Regions from separate parts of the Mus musculus genome. Here all the other regions are linked to region 3. Evidence: chromatin contacts called from public HiChIP or PLAC-seq data. All regions are on one chromosome and are shown on one strand. Each heading gives the region's core, a stretch centred on a gene start, on an enhancer-like site or on the middle of the called end of the contact. The rest is flanking DNA. Distances are from core to core; before and after follow the strand shown. Region 1 holds the start of Fam32a (family with sequence similarity 32, member A). Region 2 holds the start of Hsh2d (hematopoietic SH2 domain containing). Region 3 holds the start of Mrpl34 (mitochondrial ribosomal protein L34).

Region 1 (2,833 bases), core at 99-2,598, 750 kb after region 3:
ACAGCAGTAGGGGCCTGATTCCCTGGACACACAGTGGAAGGAGCAAAGCAGCTCCCACAGTTGTGCTCTGACCTCTACTTGCTCTACACAGCACACAAATAAATAAATGTAACCTCCCCACTCCCCAAAATTGCTATAGAAAAAAAAAAATCCCAGCACATCTGTGATCCCAGTAGTTGGGAAGTAAGGTTGCTGGGCATGGTGGCACGCACCTTTAAACTCAGCCCTTGGGAGGCAGAGGCAGGTGGATATCCCTGAATTCACAACAGCATAGCCTACATAAGGAGTACAAGGACAGCCAAGGCTACACAGTGAGACCCTGTCTCAAAACAAACAAACAACCAAAAAGACAGTTTAATCATCTGCTACATAGCAAGCCTGTCCTCTATAAAACATCAACAAGACAAGCTAGGGCAGTGGCACACACCTGCAGTTCCAGTTTTCTGCATGCTCAGTCAGAACTGCAGCAAGCTAGAGGTCAGAGCAGTCTACACAGCAAATTCCACGTTTATCAGACTCATTTAGTGTCATGACACTTCTGCCCTCAAACTCACAGAAAAATAATTGTGACCATTGAGATGACTCAGCAGACAAAGGATCTTCGTCTATAAATATGACCACATCAGTCTGATTCCCAGGAACCCACAGCATAAGGCCTGAGAGTACTGCAAAGTGTCCTCTGTACTCCACGTGTGCTCTGGCACGTGTGTACACACACTCACATACACGTATACAGGTAACTAACTTTTAATGTAATTTTAAAGATTTATTCTTTCTTTTTTTTTTTAAGATTTATTTATTATTATATGTAAGTACATTGTAGCTGTCTTCAGACACACCAGAAGAGGGAGTCAGATCTTGTTACGGATGGTTGTGAGCCACCATGTGGTTGCTGGGATTTGAACTCTGGACCTTCGGAAGAGCAGTCGGGTGCTCTTACCCACTGAGCCATCTCACCAGCCCCAGATTTATTCTTTCTTATTACTTATTTCGAGACACAGTCTTTAGTTCTGGCTGACCTGAAGTCACTACATAAAACACGCTGAATCCAGAGATCCAGAGATCCTCCTGTCTCTGTCTCTGGAGTTCTGGGTAATTGTAATTTTCTAAATTGGAAAAAAAGTAATTAAGTAAATAATGCCACAAAGCAAAAGTGGATGCCCATAAAGTCAGAAATGGACGCCCAAATACGAAGTGTGTCTTTAGGCGAGCTATGTTGTTGGACAGTTGCCAAGACTACCCGAGACCGGAAGTGTGCACTTACTCTGAACCCTGAGGACGCGTGCGTCCTAGCTGACCAATCAGAAGGAAGCGAGGAGGGTTTCGGCCGGAAGTACTGTATGCAAACAGGAAGTGTGGCGGAGTTCCCGGGGCACGGCTTGCGAGCGCTATGGAGGCCTACGAGCAAGTCCAGAAGGGCCCCCTGAAGCTGAAAGGCGTGGCAGAGCTCGGCGTGACAAAGCGGTGAGGCCCGGGAGCCCGCGGTCTGTCCCTGAGGGCCGACCCCCAGCTCCGGCCCCTCTTACCGTCCCCCTCTCTCTCAGGAAGAAGAAGAAGAAAGACAAAGACAAGGCCAAGATGCTGGAGGCCATGGGGACGAGCAAGAAGAGCGAGGAGGAGAAAAGGCGCTGCCTGGACAAGCGCACGCCGGCGCAGGCAGCCTTCGAAAAGATGCAGGAGAAGCGGGTGAGGCAGGGGCAGAACAGGCCGGCTCCAACTGCCCGTGTAGCCCAGGCCTTCTCCCAACTCCTGGTAGCCTGGTAGCCCTGCCTAAAGTGGTCTTCTTGTGAACTGGGAAGACAGATGTCATCAGCTCTTAATGCTAGCCAAGTTCATTGTTCTTAAGTTACCACAAAGTCTGTTTCCATGACAACTCGCTTTCCTAGCTTCAAATGTACTTTTGTTATTTGAAGGTTGTGTGTGTGTGTGGATGGAACCCAGGCTCTTCTGTAACTCTCTATGTAGGCTGCAGTTGGCCCTGAACTACTGCCTCAGCTTTTTAGTTCCTGGAGAGGCTAGCATGGCCCACAAGGCCATACTAGTTATTTTGGGTGTTTGTTTGTTTGTTTAGTTTGCTTTGAGACAGGTTTCTTTATGTAGCCTTGGTTGTCCTGGCACTATCTCTGTAGACTTGAACTTCTAGGATGCAGTGTTACAATGTGATATCCCTGTTGAGAAAACCCAGGAAGGCACCTTCTCCATCTAACAAAGGGCATCAATTATGTATTGGAACTCCCACAGAGTTTCTGGGATGTGTGGGTCACCTTGCTGTCTCCCAGCCAATTGTGTTCTCTGGTCTGGTATAGCCTGTACTTCAGTGGAGTGTTTTGTTTTGTTTTTTTGCCTCTGCAATTGAATAACGACATGGGCTGGCTGGCTACGGTCTTGTGGCCCTTCTGGGCACCCTAATTGGACAACTTGATACAAACTAGAGTCCCCTAGGGTCTGCCACCCCTTCCTGCTGTCGTTGGTAGCTCTGGTCCTGAGTGGAAGACTTTATTTATTATGTATGCAGTGTTCTGCCTGCATATATGCCTGCAAACCAGAAGAGGGCACCAGGCCTCATTATAGATGGTTGTGAGCCACCATGTGGGCTGGGACTTGAACTCAGGACCTCTAAGAGAGCAGTCAGTGCTCTTAACCTCTGAGCCATCTCTCCAGCCCTGGGTGGAAGACCGTTGGAAATTTTTATTTATGTGTATGAGTGTGTTGTCTTCTTGTGCTGTGCTGCCAGAGGGGGAGCCGAAGGCAATGCAGCTTGGACTGTTGGAGCACACGCTCAGGCATGGTGCCTCCTCAGGCTCCTTTGGGGTACTATGAGACCTGTAGTGGG
Region 2 (2,700 bases), core at 90-2,589, 720 kb after region 3:
GGGTGCAGAGGCAAGACGGAAATGCACTGGGTGCAGAGGCAAGAAGGGGTGGGCCAGGAAGCTTACAGCCAAGTCAGCTATGCCTGTTAGGTACAGGGACACATCACCCAGGACCCAGAGTGTGCACATACATTGTAGTTCATTTTAAAATCAGAAGAAAAATCAGGCATGGACTGGGTCTGCAGCTCAGTTGGCAGGGTACTCACATATGGTGAAAGAACTCCTGGGTCCCATCCCAGTATCGCAGAAAATACAGACACCTCTATGATCCCAGCACCCAGGAGATAGAGACAGGAAGAGCAGAGATGCAACATCATCCTCAGTGTTCTGTGGATTCCAGGCCAGCCAGGATGCTGTGAGATCCTGTTTTAGAAAAATAAAAAACAGAAGGGAGAAAAAAACCAGAATAAGATAGATGGACTCTATGGTTTACTCCAGTTTGTTTTGTTTGTTTGTTTGTTTGCTTGCTTGCTTGCTTTCTTGCTTTGGTTTAGTTTGGATATTGAGTTTGAATGTCCCTATGTTAGCCCAGGCTAGCCTGGAACCCCAAATCCTCCTGCCTCAGGCTACTGAGTACTGCAACTACAGACCCAAGCCATCTTGCTTTGATGTTGGCCTAGAGGGCAACATGACTGTAGAATGATATTTCAAATGAGTTTTGCAAAGGAAGGTATGATAGGTGTTGTGTGTGCAGCAAGTCTGTCCTTTCATGTCTCCTTCATGTCTGGGGCATATGCAGTTCCCTGTCCTGTATATGCATACTGTTCCTGTATCCTGTCCCCCCCAAGCAGCCTCTCCTACTTGTTGCCTTTCACTCTCTGATTGCCATATGCCCATTTCCTGACCTATGACTACTTCAAGGTTGCTGTTAAGAGGCTGGGAATCTAGCTCAGTAGGTAGAGTGCTTGTAGCTCAGTAGGTAAAGTGATTGTAGCTCACTTAGCAAGCATGAAGCCCTGGGTTCCATCCCCAGCAATGCATAATCTTGGCATGATGGTAAACCCTGAGGTCGAGGCAAGAGTCTACTTCAGCACCCCAATTGGGGTGCATAAAGCTGTATCTCAAGGGGGAAAAAAACTAGAAGAATACCAATATTGGGAAGCAGGGCGGCAGCTGTCTCAGCGATTCCATAGAGTTGGTAGAGAGTAAGTACTGAGCAAGGCTTGGCAAGAACAACTCCAGCCTCAGACTCAAGCCTTGAGAGTTATTCTGGTCCCACCCTGTTCACCTGCTGGAGGAAACAGGAACTGACTGAGGCTCCTGGCCCTGCCCCTCTGACGTGTGGACCCTGAACCGAAACTTAAACTCCAGCTCAAGCCAGCTCAAGAGCCCTTCGGAACACAACCCAAGCTGTCCAAGGTATGCATCCTACATCCTGCACCCTGCATCCAGAATCCTGGCATCCCTGCATCCCAACATGCCCCAGCTTCAGAGGCTCTGGGACTTCAGCACTGGGTGTAGTGGTGCTAGAAGATGAGAGAAGGGTTTACCAGAGGAGGAAAGCATTGCAAGGGCTAAACTCTGGCATGGCTCTCCACACAAGTCATTGCAGCGCTTTGGAGGCCGAGGCAGGCTGTACACGTTTGAGGCTGGTTTCAGCTAGCTACATGGTGAGACCTGATTCATAGAAACCAAGTGTTCCAAGAAAACCACGAGGGGAAGGCAGAGAGAGGTAAAGCCCCTCCGGCCCCACGGGGTTTTACTGGAGCTGCCAGAGAAAGGAAGGAATTTAACTGAGAAGCTCCGGGAGAGGGTGGGACTGTGGCCAGGGTTTTGTTTGAGCAGGGGAGGCAGGGAAGCTGGCTGGAGGAAGGGACATTTGTATTGAGTCTTGAAAGACTTGTAGGAGTGTTCTGAAGTAGAAAGAGAATAAACATTGAGACCTTTCTGTGTAGCATGTAGCTGGGTTCAGCTGTACTTTAGAGACACGTGTATCTGCTTCATGATGGTGCTACACTCTGGGAGACATGTTGGTAGGTGATAGCCTGGACAGGATTGTCTGTTGCACTCCTGGAGGCCTAGACTCCAATGTGCTTGAACACGGTCAGAACTAGAGCACTGTGGCAAACATGTGCCTGTCTCTGCCTGTGAAGCACAGTGAATAATGAAATAAAAAGGGGAAGTAAACTGAAGTGGGTGGTGCACTCCAGAGGCAGAGGCAGAGGCAGGGGGATCTCTGAGTTCAAGGCCAGCCTGGTCTATAGAGCAAGTTCCCCGGACAGCCAGGGCTTTACAAAGAAAACCCGTCTTGAAAAAAAACAAAGACAAAAAAAAAAAAAAAAAAAAAGAAGAGAAAGGAGGCAGTGGGAGACCCTCCTAGGGACGTTGTCTAGTCACACTCGGCAAGGCAGCCAACCTTCATTCAAAGACTGTTTCAATCCATACAGTGAAGAGTAAGTGAGGAAGAGCCAGTGTCAGCTGCAGGCCTACACACACAGCTGCACACACACGTGTCTGTACACATGGTCACCCCCCCCATACACATTCAAAATTTTTAAATATTAGAATGAGGCTGGAGAGTCGGCAGTTAAGAGTGTACACTGCTCTTGCAGAGTTGCTGAGTTTAGTTCCCAGTGCCTGCATAAGCTTAATGGCCCCTGTAAATCTGGCTCCAGGGATCCAACGCCCTCTTCTGGCCTCCAGTAGTACCTGCATACACATGGCTATTACACTCACACACATTCTCACACACAGAGAGGC
Region 3 (2,700 bases), core at 166-2,665:
CCCGGGCGGAGAAGCCAGCGTCCACCTGCAGGTGCCGCTTACATGGTGGTGCGGGGTTGGCCGCATTAGCGCGGACAGGCGCGGGCCCGGACGGTCAACGCAGGGGCATCCCGCAGCCGCGTAGCAAACCGGCCCTGTAAGTCCCACCCAGCGTGGGCGGGGCCTGGAGCAGATGGGCAGGCATCTCGGCCTATGGCAGCGGCGAGCCGTCTGGCCTAGATAACCGTCCAACCAGAGGCTTCTCTTCCCAGGATCAGCGCGCGGTCTGCAAGCAGCAGCCCCACCCCTGTGAAGAGTTTGGGGGGAATGAGGGAGGGATGGGCTAGAGCCTGGACCGAGAAGGGCTTGCAGTCGAGGGACAGCGAGTAGCTTGGGGGTGTGGTGGATGTGCTCTGTCTGGGACAGGGTCTCCTCAGCCAGCTTCTGCCTCCCGCAAGGCGGTATGCCCTCTGTCTCTTGACCTTCTCGTTCTGCACACTTCCAAATCTCTACACTTTCAGGTCGGGAAACAGACAAAACATCAAGGCAGGCATTTGAACCAGAGGCTGTGTCAGAAGTGTCAGAGCTGCTGCAGAACTAGCGAATGGGAATTGCATCCTAGTGATGGGGTCTCTGCTACACCAAGACTGAGCCCCAGGCTAACCTTCCCACCCTGGCGCGCTGTTCGCTCATGGGCTCAAGGTGCAGCCCAAACACTTGTCGCCATCCCTTCTACACACCTTCTACATACAATAAGTACTCAACACATCGCCTCAATTATTTGTAGGCACAACTAGCCATTTTACCATTTAGTTCATGGTAAGGACCATGAACTTCAGAAATGCTGGTGTGTACGGCTTCCTGTGGCTGCTGGCACGGCTGTCTGGACATCTTCTTTAAACAGTGGAGAGCTATGGAAGGTGTGTGAACAGGAGTCCAGATCTGAGCTGCGGGAAGAAAATTCCCCCAGGCCAGCCTGAAGGATTAAACTAACCAGAGCAAATTCACAACGCACGAGTTTTCGAGATTATGAAGAGCTGGAACTCAAGGACATCCGGGCCGCGCGCCAAGAGAAGTCTTGGCTGCGGGCGCCAAGAAGCTGCCAGCCCGCTGCGTGCCAGCTGCCCGTCTTCAATGAGGGCGGGTGAAAAGGCCAGCAGCCAGTTCTCCAGACTGCTGCCAGAGTCGTCACCACCACTCTGGGGCGCCCTCTACCAGTGGCCGAGGCGAAGAACTACAACTCCCAGAAGGCCAGGGGGACAGAATGTCATACGCACACGCAGGAGTTTACATTCGTTCGCCCTCTCCTGGTCATTTTGGAGAACTACATGCCACTGAGGACAGACATCCCCCAACCCCCACCCCACTATCGTCACCTGCAGGTGTGGAACTACAGCTCCCGGAAGGCCCCGCGGCAACAAGAACTACATTTCCCAGAAGGCATTGTCAAGGAGCCCAGAGTGTAGGAACTGGCATTGACCCGGACGACCGGACCATTGACCCGCCGCTGGATATGGCTTTCCTAGCCCGGTGCTTTGGGTGCCAGGCCTGCAGATCGGTGGCCCTATTGAGTGGCAGGTGAGTGTTCAGAGATACCCTGCTCCAGAATGGAAACAAGGGTGGTCTCTATAGACTACCATGCGTACTTATGTAGCGCCTTTTGTAAACAAGCTCTTTTGTTGCCCTGCCCATTACAAAGGCGGCTCAGAAAGTCATACAGCGTACATTCTCTGAGATTCACGGTTCCTCTGGTCCCACAGGTATCTCCAGTCCAGAGTCTGGATGGGGCTCCCGGACTCCTGGCCTCTCCTCTCCCTGCAGCAGGCTCGCGGCCGCGCGCGCGGAAACGAGTATCAGCCGAGCAACATCAAGCGCAAGCACAAGCACGGCTGGGTCCGTCGGCTGAGCACGCCTGCCGGCGTGCAGGTCATCCTCCGTCGCATGCTGAAGGGCCGCAAGTCCCTGAGCCACTGAGGAGCGCAACGTCGCAGGGAATAGACTCAGACGCCGGTAGAGTTGCCCGAGGGCGAGAAGTTGGGGCAAGCTGAAAGTGGGGGTCTGTCCCTTCGTAGGTTTTTAGACGCATCCCCCGTCGACGGCTGCTTACCAACCACCAGCACCTGCGATACCTCATCCATTTCTGTGAATATATTTGAAGGCATCTTTGCAAGACGGGGTCATTAAAACACAGACACCACCCCTACGTTTCCAGCCATTCCAAAGTATTACCGACTTAATAAATATTCACGTTTCTTGAACCACTACGTATGTATTAACTTACAGTTCTGGAAGACTGGTCGGGGTTAGGGATCTTGGGGCTTCTGCTTGACCCCAGGACTCCAACAGGGCTTTTAGTTCATAGGTTCTGTGTCCCCATACAGGAAAGTATTCTCTCTCAGTTCCTGTGGCCTCTATGTTTCTATTTCAGATCTGACCCCCATGTGCTCCAACACCCCAGCTCTAAATCCACGTGACCCATCAGACAACGGGTCCCTTCATGACAAGGCAGGGGCTGCTGACATAACTCAGCAGGTAAAGGCGTTTGCTAAATAATGCTTCAGGACCTAAGTTCAATCCCAGGAATGCACACCATAAAAGGAGAGGACAGTCAGTTACTAACTACAGACGAGACATCGGGCCAAATCGGAAGCCAGCACCACTCTTAAATCACCCAGTGTGGCATTGTTTTAGATTGATGTATTTATATGTTGTATATGCCAT

Evidence for each region. HiChIP or PLAC-seq counts read pairs in DNA pulled down with a chosen protein or histone mark.
Region 1: a contact with region 3 is called in a FOXA1 HiChIP or PLAC-seq map of pancreatic cancer cells. The contact joins the promoter of Fam32a here to the promoter of Mrpl34 in region 3. A contact is called at or near these places in 2 of 39 promoter capture datasets (hippocampal neurons and pre-B cells) and 1 of 115 datasets of contacts at active chromatin or transcription factors (pancreatic cancer cells).
Region 2: an HNF4G HiChIP or PLAC-seq map of pancreatic cancer cells shows a contact between it and region 3. The contact joins the promoter of Hsh2d here to the promoter of Mrpl34 in region 3. A contact is called at or near these places in 2 of 39 promoter capture datasets (hippocampal neurons and neural stem cells), 1 of 115 datasets of contacts at active chromatin or transcription factors (pancreatic cancer cells) and 1 of 9 other capture datasets (pancreatic islet).

Annotation. Positions count from the first base shown.
Region 1 is chr8:72,218,397-72,221,229 of GRCm38.p6, forward strand. It overlaps Fam32a (family with sequence similarity 32, member A), which reads left to right and starts at 1,349. Exons shown (of 4, transcript NM_026455.5): 1 at 1,349-1,464; 2 at 1,545-1,686. The coding sequence starts at 1,391.
Region 2 is chr8:72,188,329-72,191,028 of GRCm38.p6, forward strand. It overlaps Hsh2d (hematopoietic SH2 domain containing), which reads left to right and starts at 1,340. Exons shown (of 6, transcript NM_197944.1): 1 at 1,340-1,359.
Region 3 is chr8:71,463,511-71,466,210 of GRCm38.p6, forward strand. It overlaps Mrpl34 (mitochondrial ribosomal protein L34), which reads left to right and starts at 1,416. Exons shown (of 2, transcript NM_053162.2): 1 at 1,416-1,557; 2 at 1,740-2,243. The coding sequence starts at 1,493. The coding sequence ends at 1,953. Abhd8 (abhydrolase domain containing 8) reads right to left here and starts at 147. Exons shown (of 5, transcript NM_022419.3): 1 at 1-147.